2 separate regions of the Mus musculus genome follow, and region 2 is linked to region 1. The links are chromatin contacts, called in public promoter capture Hi-C maps. All regions are on one chromosome and are shown on one strand. The core of a region is the stretch at or near the end of the contact, and the rest is flanking DNA. Distances in the headings are between cores, read along the strand shown.

Region 1 (5,307 bases), core at 2,008-4,507:
ACAGAATGGAGATGCAGCAGCTTCGCTCACTGTGGCTGAGCAGTATGTCAGCGCATTCTCCAAACTGGCCAAGGATTCCAACACAGTGCTACTGCCCTCCAATCCCAGCGACGTCACGAGTATGGTGGCTCAGGTTAGAGCTCTTTGAAGATAAGCATACAATAACAGTGTCAGGAGCTAAGAATGAAGGTTTCCACTAACTCCTGCAGATTCCTGTGTCAGTGTTGGGAGCCGCCCTGCTTTGATGGTTTGATGTAAGAGACTTAGAATTGTTTGCAAGGCTCAGAAAACTGAGGCTTGAAGGATAAGAAAAACCAAGGGGCTGGGTGTGACAGTGCAATCCTGTAATACCAACACTCAGGAGGAGATGTAGGAAGTTCACAGTTAGAAGCTAGTCAGGCTACACAATGCAAACTTGTCTCAACAAAAAAAAGAGGAGGAGGAGGGAGAAGAAGAGAAGAAGAAAAGGAAGAAGGAAGGAAGAAGAAGAAAGAAAAATAGGAGAAAGATGATAAAGAAAAAGGAAAAACTAAAGCCAGGTGTTGGTGGCACATAGCTTTAGTCCACAGGCAAGCAGAGTTTTGTGAGTTCAAGGCCACCCTGGTCTACAGAGTGAGTTCTAGGACAGCTAGGACTACACAGAGAAACTGTGTCTCAAAAAAGAAAAGAAGGAAGGGAAAAAGAAAGAAAAACCAAGAGTTGACCGGCCCCTTTGTGTTTTGGGACAAAGCTTCAAATGGTTCTTAACGGCTCTTTCTCTCTGGTCTTTCTCTTTAGGCCATGGGTGTCTATGGGGCTCTCACCAAAGCCCCAGTGCCCGGAGCCCAGAACTCCAGCCAGAGCAGAAGAGATGTCCAGGCTACAGACACGAGTATTGAAGAACTGGGTAGAGTCAAGCTCAGTTAGTAGAGATGACTCGGCCAGGGAGTCTAGGGGCCGGGAGCTGCTCTCAAAAAAGATTCTGGTTCCAGCCTCCCGGCCAAATTTTAGTTTTTATTTTTTTATTTGAACTTACTAATCATGTAATAAAGTGACCAGTGGCAAATGGGAAACTGTCCTCATTGATTGGGGGATGAAGTTAGGAAAGCCACTCGGGTCGTCTTTGGCCGTCCACTTCCACCCTTCAGTCCAGGTCGGTGTGAGGAGTTGATTCTCCACGCGTGACAAGGATTCACTTCATGTGAAGTGAAGTCATCCTGTCGTCAAGAGAAACCTCGGCTGTACGGGGATTGAGGCATGGTCTGCTGAACTGCCAGCTGCACAGTGGTGCAGGGGCTTGGGGACACACGGGAAAGGACAGCTTGCCCTTATGGTATGGCGGTCTTAAAGGGCAGAGGGTGTAGACTATTAAGCTATTAATAAACTAGGGTTTACAAAAGCAGTTGAGAGATGGCTGTGGTGATGCAGACTAACGGACTGTGAGATCAAGGCCAACTTTAAGTACTTAGTGGGACCCTGTCTCAAAGCAGCAATAACAGAACTGAACCCCAGAGGTGTCTGCTTTCACAGAATCCAAGTCAGGGTGGCAATACAAGGAAGCAGAGCGTGATAAAAAGTCATAAGCCAGGCTGGTAAGGTGGCTCTGTGAGTAAAAGCCTCCTGCAGTACAAGCCGAATGGCCTGAGTTGGATCCACTGTAAGTTCAAAGTGCTCTGGTGAACCGACAAGTTGAGAGTTCCAGGAAACCTCGCTGAAAATTATACTTGAGCTCAGACATGAAGGAGGAGAGAGAGACCCATTCAGATGCCCATTGGCAGAGCATACCTGGCTTATGAACACAAGAGCAAAGAAACTGCTGTGCTGTGGCTGAACGGTTACCAGAAGCAAAGCAGCAGCAACTAGATGTATTTAAAGGGGGAAGAGGGACTTACGTGTAAATTTGTAGGACCCCTATAGGTAGGTGCCACACATTTACTAAGAAGATAAAAGTTGTTTTTTCCTACTGAGATAAAACTCACATACCATACAGATAACCCACTTTTTTGTTTTCTAGAGCAAGGGTCACCGTGTGTAGCCCAGGCTGATTAAATGCATGTGACCTAACCTGCCTATACCTCCCGAGTGCTGCCATACTCTGCCAGCTTACTCATTTCATGTTTTCAAGACAGGGTTCTCAGTGCAGCCTTGGCTAGAACAAGCTCTGTGGACCAAGCTGGAACTCAGAGAGATCCGCCCGCCTCTGCCTTGAGAGTGATGCCTTCAGTGAGTGTTTGCCACCGCTGATTTTTAGGTGGTTACTGTTTTGAGACAGTGTCTCCTTTATCCCAGGCTGGCCCCAGAGGAGCTGTGGTGTCGAGGACGATCTTGGTGGTTAAGAGGATCCTGCCTCTGCCTCCCAAGTGCTGGCATCTCAGACGTGTGCAAGTGTACCAGGTTTTCTAGAATGCTAACTAAAAATCAGGCTGGGTTAGCCCAGGTTTTTGCGAATGCTAAGCAAACTCTGTCAATTGGGATTAAAGGTGTTTGCCACCACCACCTGTCATGTATAAGTTTTTATTTAGATGTATTTTTAAAGACAGGTTTTTTGGGTTTTGTTGTTTTTTTTTTTTGTTTGTTTGTTTGTTTGTTTGGTTGGTTGGTTGGTTTTTTGAGACAGGGTTTCTCTGTAGAGCCCTGGCTGTCCTGGAATTCACTTTGTAGACCAGGCTGACCTGGAACTCAGAAATCCGCCTGCTTCTGCCTCCCAAGTGCTGGGATTAAAGGCGTGCACCACCATTGCCCGGCTAGTTTATGTTTTTTGTTACTGTGAAAAAGTGCTCTTGACAAGAACATCTAAAGGAGCTAGTTACCAGACAGTTTTAGTTCATCACGGGAGGGAAGTCTCAGCAGTGAGAACTTGAAGCATGGGGCTGGGAAGATGGCTCAGTGATTAAGAGCATGTACTGCTCTTGCTGAAGACCAAAGTTTAGTTCCCAGCACTCAGACCTTGTGTTGAAAAACAACCAAAAATGGACAGTGAGTCTGGAGAGAGGGCTGAGTGGCTAAAAGCAATTGCAGCACAAAGTGCATTGTACAAACATACATATAATAAAATGCTCGGTGGTCCCTGGGCTTTTCTTCTTTCATGCTTCTGTACACACCCAGTCATCATCCCCCTCTCTTAGACCTTGCCCTCATTTATGAATTACTGAACCTCCTATCAAAGTTTTCAGCCCCACGTTTCTTGTCGAACTTCCCTGCTGGTGCCGGCAGGCGGCGACAAATCTCCTGGTAGGGCGCTCTGTCAGGCTTGCACACCTCTGTGGTGCCAGACAGCGAGCCCTGCCGCTGCACTTCCGGGCGCGGATCCAGGTGAGCCAAGGTCTCCCTGTTACCTCTGTTACTGTCACCCCTAGGACGGGTGTCTCAGCTTACTGCCGGGGTGCCCAGTATCAGAGGGAGCATGTCCAGGTGTTGGCCGGGTTCCCACCGGAGGAGACAGAGCTGCCGGGACTTCTGGATCCCAGCTTAGCTCAATGGGCTTTATACCGGGCTTCCTGGGGACGTCGTTCCTTCGGTTTTTTCTTGAGCCTGGCCGCCCGGAAGCGGAGCAAGACTCCTCCCCGTCGTTTCCTCGGTTCCCGCCAGGCGGCGCCGTTTACTCAATCCAGTTAATCCGTGTGGTTTCTGTCTATTGCCACCCTGGAAATGTTGAGTTAGTCCGAAGAGAGCCATTGAAATGGACTGTCAGAGAACAATCTACCTACCATTTGGAATAGTCTTCCTCCTAGACTGTGGTTTGACAGCATTAGATCTCCCGGTTGGATATGCACAGGCTCCCGTGCTCACCCCCAGAACCTGAATCGGTAGGTGTAGCCTGGGCGTCAGGTTGAGATCCAAGGTCTCAGCCTCTCACCGTCAGATGGTATGACTGGTAGAAACAGCTGCAACGAGTTAGCTATGGTTTGTTTACGTCCTGAAGTTTATAGCAGTACGTGATTGTTGTTGGGCATTGTTTTGAGAGCCAAAACGTCCATGGTTTCTTCGCACCCCAATGAACATTCTCTTCTCTCCCAGGATGCGGAAGGTGTCTGTGCTCCTCTTCTTAGCCTGGGTCTGTTTTCTTTTCTACGCTGGCATTGCACTCTTCACCAGTGGCTTCCTTCTCACTCGTCTGGAGCTCACCAATCAAAGCAGCTGCCAAGAGCTCCCAGGCCCTGGTCCCTTGCCGTGGGGAAGTCATGGAAAGCCTGGGGCTTGCTGGATGCCTTCCCGCTTCTCCAGGGTGGTTTTGGTACTGATAGACGCTCTGCGGTTTGACTTTGCCCAGCCTCAGCGCTCGCATGTGCCTGGGGAACCTCCTGTCTCCGTGCCTTTTCTGGGAAAATTAGGTTCCTTGCAGAGGATCCTAGAGAGTCAACCCCACCATGGCCGGCTGTACCGATCTCAGGTGGACCCCCCCACGACCACCATGCAGCGTCTAAAGGCTCTCACCACTGGCTCGCTGCCGACTTTCATTGATGCTGGCAGTAACTTTGCCAGCCATGCTATAGTGGAAGATAATGTCATCCAACAGCTCAACAGTGCAGGTCAGTATGTGCCTCTGGGGACTATAGAAGCTGGGGAGCCAGGACTTCAGGTACCCAGCCGTATATTTGGCTATGGTGTAGGGAAACAGAGAGTAGAAATAGATGGGATCTTGTGTGTAGAAAGGCCCAGAGATTTTTGTCCTCAATGAAGCTTCTAATCTGCACAAAATGTTTGTTTGTAACTCGTGGGAGCATCCGATTAAGGAAGAAATGAAGATAGGAATTTGCAAGGATGGAGAAAAAAGGGTAGAGGGATCCAAGTTATGTTCACTCACTGCTTATGAAGAGAGCAGGTCAAGGGCACTGCATTGCGCATGTGTCTTTAATCCCAGCACTCAAGAGGCAGAGGCAAGAGGATCTCTGAGTTCCAGATGAGCCTGGTCTGTAGAGTAAGACCTGTCTCAAAACAGGATGTGTGGTTGGGATAGTACTCTCAAGAGTGTGCTCGTGCGTGCGCACGCACACACACACACACAGCGTATGGATGTGACATGGTACACTTATGGAGGTGAGAAGACAACTTTGGAAGTTGATTTTCTCCTTCTACCCTGTGGGTTCTGAGTATTGAACTCAAGTGGTCCGGATTGGTGGCAAGCTCTTTGACTCACTGAGCTGTCTCCCCTTGCCCTTTGTGTTTTGTTTGTTTGTTTGTTTGTTTTTTTCTAGAGTCTTCTCTTATAATCTCCCCTGTTCTGGCTCTCACATGAACAAGATACGATCGATCCGATTCCCCTCTTGTCTCTACAGGAAGGCGTGTAGTCTTCATGGGAGATGATACCTGGAGAGACCTCTTCCCCGG
Region 2 (5,749 bases), core at 646-3,145, 380 kb before region 1:
ATCTAGGTGCACAGATGCAGGGAATCTCCAATTCCATCTAAACATCCCCATATAGTCACAGGCATTTTCACTGCGTGGGCTTGCTTGCTTATATTTTTGAGACAGGGTCTCTCTGTATAGCCCTGGCTGACCTAGAACTGGCTCTGTAGCTGAGGCCGGCCTTGAACTCAGAGATCTGCCCGCCTCTGCCTCCTGAGTACTGAGATTAGAGGTGTGTGTGTCATCACACACGTTTAACACACGAGGAAACCAAGCTGCAGGTTATGGGTAGCTCACTCCCAATCACAGCTGAAATGGCTCCAAGCCTGGGCACGTCCCCTCTCGAGGGTGTCTACTACCACTCATTCTCAAGGGCTTGAGGCCAGTCCTCTCCCTCAAGTCCGGCCATCACCCTCACACAGCTGTTTCCTACTATTCCATGGTGCCCACTGCCGTGACCACTTATATAAGCTCTATCAACTAGTCTGAACCTGCGGCCCCTTTCGTCCCATGTTCTCACATTGGTCAATCCTGTTTCCTGCCCTTCAGGCCCCAGTTCTCAGGCTTCTGCCTCATCCTGGCCCATTCATGGTTCTCACGACACTTCCCCCTTGCTCCACTGTGCTGTTCACAGTTCTTGGCTTGCTGGGAACTAACCTACTCTCAGGACACTCCCGAAATGCCCAGTCACACATTGTAAAACTCCCGTCTAATCTCCAAGTTGACTACCGGGTGAATGGTGGAAACAGGGCTAAGGATCTGTCTGCCTACGGGCAAGACAACTCCAGAAGGCCGCTTCCTGTCTTTGTTCACCCAACAGCATCCCTCTGTTGGTCACAGTACCTAGTTGCTGCTTTTCTGGTTTCTTCAGAGCTAGCAGGGAGGGAGGCAAAGGCATTCATTGTTATACTTTAGTGATCTGACCTTGACCTGAGGTCCTTCGGAGAGCCTCTGTGGGGCTGACAGTCTTCTCTAGGGCAGGACGAAGGGAAGAGGGCGGTATGGTGGATCAGGGGGCATTGGTTTAGCTTGTGCTTTGGTCCCTTCCTGCTAGGAAGCTGCTCTGTAGAGCAGGGCTGAGTATAACATAAGAGGTCAGGTGCCTTCAGCATCCCTCTCTCCATACGCTGTAGGGCATTTGCATTCATTCTTACTGCAACCAATCCCAGAGCCTGGCAGCTTCTACAATGGATATGTCTGTGTGCATACAAGTATGCATGTGTGGGGAGGAAAAGCCACCCAACCTTCTGGATAAGAATGCATAGATTCCTGCATGGTTTTCAGCATAAACTTCCACGAGCTGTAGAAGGGTCTCCACCCATTCAGCCTTTGTGTCCAGATTTGAAAGCTGCAGCTACAGCAGCTTCATTAGAAATACCCAGATAGAAAGAAAGAAAGGAAGGAAGGAAGGAAGGAAGGAAGGAAGGAAGGAAGGAAGGAAGGAAGAGAAAAGGATCTTGTTTCTTGACCAAACAGCACAGATAGATAGCATCAGCCCAAGCCTCTTTCTTGCCCGGCCCATGCATGCATGCAGAGATGAGTTTGTCTCCGCTTGCTGTCACTCTCCCTTTCCGAAAGACAAAGCCACCCTTCAGAAGCCAGAGCCCAGATGCTGATGCTGATCCGGCCTCTGCCAGCAGTGACCTCCCACCCCCCACCCCAGAGCCATTCCTCTGCAAGGAGCCTCGAGCTGGACCTGGTGGCTCCCGTTCCTTTTGCACGCCCGTCGCGCCCTACCTCGACAATGGCAGCTGAATCACTGGTCCTCGAGATCGCACAAGGGGGACCGGGCTGATACCCTGAGATCTGATTTCTGTTAGTACAATGGCATCCCGAGCTAATGCAGGGAGGCTGCGCAATCTCAGCCTGTCTTCTTGCTGCTGCTGCTGCCACGGCGGCTGGGCTGCGGTGACGTTGCTACTAAGGGGAGGGATGGGGAGGGAAAGGAGCAGGCAAGCCCACAGTGCAGCCACTCAGTTCCAGGTCGGTCCCTTCGGCCTGTTAGTCTGGGGGAGGGGCGTAGAGAGAGAAGTCAGCCACAGGGGGCAGTAGGTGCTGGAAGACGGAGACTTTCCAGACAGCAGCATAAAAACCCAGGGAGAGCCGAGCCTAGCTTCTCCTGGGTCCTGAGTGTTGGAAGAAGTCTGGGCAGAGCCTGGGCGCTTCCTTCCTTCCTTCCTTCCCTTCTCAGGCCGCTCCTTTCCGACCTTGGCTAGAAGCACCCCCCCACACACACTCCTCCCACTCAGGCAGTGAATGACTGCGTGTTTCCCAGCTTTTTCTTTAGTTAGGTTTCCAGCTGGGTTAGGGTGGAGGGTCATCCTGGAAGGAGATTTTGGAAGCCCCACCCAGAGGCTACACTAAACAAAACAATATTCCCAGCGACAGATCAGCATTCCACCAGCTAAACAACACCGGCATTTTTCACAAGGCCCAATCTCAGTGCTGGGTTTCCAGGGTCCCTCTGCGTAGGCTTCTGAAGGAAGCCCCTGGGCCACAGGGGGCTTCTCTGAGCAGGTGGCTCTGATGCTCCAAGTCTGGGTGGCTGCAGGCCACCTCCCTAACCCAGGGTTCAGCTGGTCTCCCGGCTCTTCAGAGGGTCTAACAGTTTAAGCGGAGCTGAGCCTGTCACATCAGTTTTTGGTTCTTGCGGACTTGGGTTCGACCAGGGTTGTAAGGGAGTCGATTCCCTTTAACCAGGCAGAGAGTCTGGAAAGTTCCTTCTCCCACAGGAAGGCAGGCAAAGGAAAGGGACTGGGTTCTTAGAGCCTTCGCTTCAACTGTGGACCTTCTGAACTACCTGCCTCTTCCTCTCTCGAGTTCTGGGCCATTCTGTGAGGATAACCGCGCAGTAGCAGACCACACACGAGCCAGGTGTGTAAGTGGAATCTGTCGCTGCTCACTGATGCCACCCTCCAAAACAGCAGCTTTCAGGACAACCATGGCAGCACATGCCTCTAATCCCAGCACTTGGGAGGTAGAGGCAAGCAGATGTCTGTGAGTCGAAGGCCAGCCTGGTCTACATAGAGAACTCTAGGGTGGCCAGAACTACATAGAGAGACCCTGTCTCAAAAACTCCACAAAACAAAACAAAACCAACCAGCCAACCAGCCACCTTCCTGGTGAGCGCTGTGGTTCCCAATGAGTCATGCGCATTTATTTGGTTTTGCTCTGAACTGTTTCCTTTACTCCCCCAACTAAATTTCCAATTGAACTGAGGGCTTTATGTGTCCCAGGCAAGCTCTCCTCCCCTGAATATTTCTCCTCCATGGTTGGTTGAATCTGTGGGCCGTAGAACCCATGGTATGGTGGCTGACTATGCTATCTCCACTCTACCGGGAAGACTCTGGATTTCAGGTCTCAAGAAGCCTTGAGAGGCAGCGCTGGGGTTCCAGGTGCACGCCTTCACATTCATCTACTTCCGTTCTTGCATCTTCCCCGCGCTCCTGAGACCTGTGTGTTTCCTGACTTCATGCTGACCTGAGCTGAATTACAGAGGTCTAACCTTGACTCGCTTGAGGATCAACAGCCCCTGGTCCTACAAAGAAGCAAACAATGAAGAAGAGAAGCCGGAAAAGGGAGGAGCTTACAACCCTGAGCAGCCAGTAGCAGCCCTCTCAGCATGGCTGAAACGGTAGGTGTGGGGCGCTGGCCTTTTCTGGAGCTGATAGAGACTACTTCTGGGGCTTGCTGTAGGTTAAGCAGTGCCATTTGTGATCAAGAGCATGGAGTACTCACTACTTGATTCCCATGAGAACTTTGGGCCCAGGGTCTTTGTCCCGAAAATATCTGTGAGGCAGACGACCCCGAGCCTGCAGAGCTAGCGACACACACTCCATGATTCCTTTAGTTTAGCACACCACAGATCATGCTGTTACTTACTACCCAGCCCTACTGCATGCCTGGTGCCCAAGGAGCCAGGTGTAGTGACCCCAGCGTCTGTGACCCTAGCGTCTGGGAAGCTGAGGGGCATCTGCTTTCGCTGCGAGTTTGTGGTCAGTCTGGATTACATTGCAGGACCCTGTTTCAAAGAGGGACAGAAGTGAGGACTGTGTGTCGTCTCAGTATACCTTTGTCCCTGACCTTTCCCAATAAGGTCACTCTGCTGACCTTTCACCTCAAGGAACTTATCTGGAAATAAGGGAGGACTTCTGTTTATGTTATTCCATTCAGCAATAACCTGCATTTGGCCATGTCACCTCAAACTGTATGACTGATCTAATAGCAAATGCTCACATTAAGACAAATCAAAATAAGTTATGATAAACTGTATTTTCCTGATCTAGAAGCATTTTTCTTTTACATTTGGGGGGTGTGTGGGCACGCATGCGCCGCCATGCGCACAAATGGAGGCCGGAGGACAGCTTTCAAGGAGTCAGTTCTCCTCTACCCTTGTGTGGACTCCAAGAATTAAACCCAGGTTGTCAGTCTTGGTGGCAAGCACCCTTACCTATAGAACCAACCTGCTGGCTATCCCAAGACCTTACAGTCTCTGTATGAATGCTGTATGCATGTGTGTTTGTGTGCAGGGTTTGGTGGGTGCACGCTCACATGTCACCAAGTCGAGCAAAATTAGCTAGTCAGCAAGTCACAGTGACCTGCCTGTCTCTGCCTCCTCTACTTTCGGGGTTACAGGCACGCCACTGGGTTCAGCCTTTACACAGGTGCTAAGGGTTTGAACTCAGCGACTCATGTTCACAGGGTTAGTACTCTACCAAGCAAGCCATCTCCAAGGTCACACTGTGGGCATCTACATGACTCCTATTCTGTACAAGGTACTGTGGGGGTACTCTGGAATCGTTATCTAAGCTAAGGGTCTCATAGTTTTATTAAGATCATTGCCAATACGGCTCTGGGGTGGCCAGGGCAGCACCATGATTGGGGAAGTGATACCAGTGTCAGAACGAGGGTTTCAACATTTTTTTTCCAGCCTTAATGCACCAAACTGATCTGCTCCTGGCTGAAGATGGGACGCTAAACCTCCATGTTTGACAACCTTCTTTCCCGATTGTGGGGACTCTGACTACAACTCGGAGGGATTATGCTCCTCATAGGGAAAAATCCAGAAACATCTGGTTAAAGGCAAAGTTAGGACTGAACATGGTTTGTTAGTATACGAATCGTGCCGGGCAGCGGTGGTGCACGCCTTTAATCCCAGCACTTGGGAGGCAGAGGCAGGCAAATTTCTGAGTTCGAGGCCAGCCTGGTCTACAGTGTGAGTTCCAGGACAGCCAGGGCTACACAGAGAAACCCTGTCTCTAAACAAAACAAACAAAACAAAACAAAAAACAAAAAGGAATATGAATCATGAAAGAAATGGTTAGCTGGCAGAAAGACCCCCAGTCAGTGACATGTGAGTCTGAGAGCCCAGATTCAGATCTGCACATGTATGTGCGAGGCCAAGCTTGATGGTCTGCAATTCCTGAGCCAGGGAACAAGGAGGACCCCTGGGGCTTGCTGGACAGTCTAGCTCCCATGTTCAGTAGAAACCCAGCCTCAGAACAATAAGGTCTTTACCTTGCTGTGACTGAGGAACACACCCGAGACGGATCTCTGGCCTCTACGTGCATATGCACGCGTGCATTCTTCCACATATGTACACACACAAACACATACAAAACTATTCAAAACAAGTCATCTTTCTTCGTGGCTCCTAAATCAACTGTTTATAAAAGAACCACCTTCCCTGGCTGTGAGGTTCTGTGTTCCTGTTCTGTGAGATTAGATGAAGGTGCCGACTTTCCTATAGGAAATATATGAGACAAGCTCA

Evidence for each region. Promoter capture Hi-C pulls out the DNA fragments that hold promoters and counts their contacts.
Region 2: a promoter capture Hi-C map of embryonic stem cells shows a contact between it and region 1. The contact joins the promoter of Rusc2 here to the promoter of Pigo in region 1. A contact is called at or near these places in 10 of 39 promoter capture datasets (3T3-L1-derived adipocytes, the SN4741 cell line, cranial neural crest and 6 more), 1 of 15 datasets of contacts at CTCF or cohesin (the NIH/3T3 cell line), 21 of 115 datasets of contacts at active chromatin or transcription factors (bone marrow-derived macrophages, craniofacial prominence, embryonic basal ganglia and 13 more) and 3 of 9 other capture datasets (adipose tissue, liver and pancreatic islet).

What each region holds. Positions count from the first base shown.
Region 1 is chr4:43,023,764-43,029,070 of GRCm38.p6, reverse strand. Pigo (phosphatidylinositol glycan anchor biosynthesis, class O) reads left to right here and starts at 3,257. Exons shown (of 11, transcript NM_001305386.1): 1 at 3,257-3,291; 2 at 3,997-4,508; 3 at 5,256-5,307. The coding sequence starts at 3,998. It overlaps Stoml2 (stomatin (Epb7.2)-like 2), which reads left to right. Exons shown (of 10, transcript NM_023231.2): 9 at 5-133; 10 at 778-1,381. The coding sequence ends at 906.
Region 2 is chr4:43,402,648-43,408,396 of GRCm38.p6, reverse strand. It overlaps Rusc2 (RUN and SH3 domain containing 2), which reads right to left and starts at 1,895. Exons shown (of 12, transcript NM_199057.3): 1 at 1,717-1,895.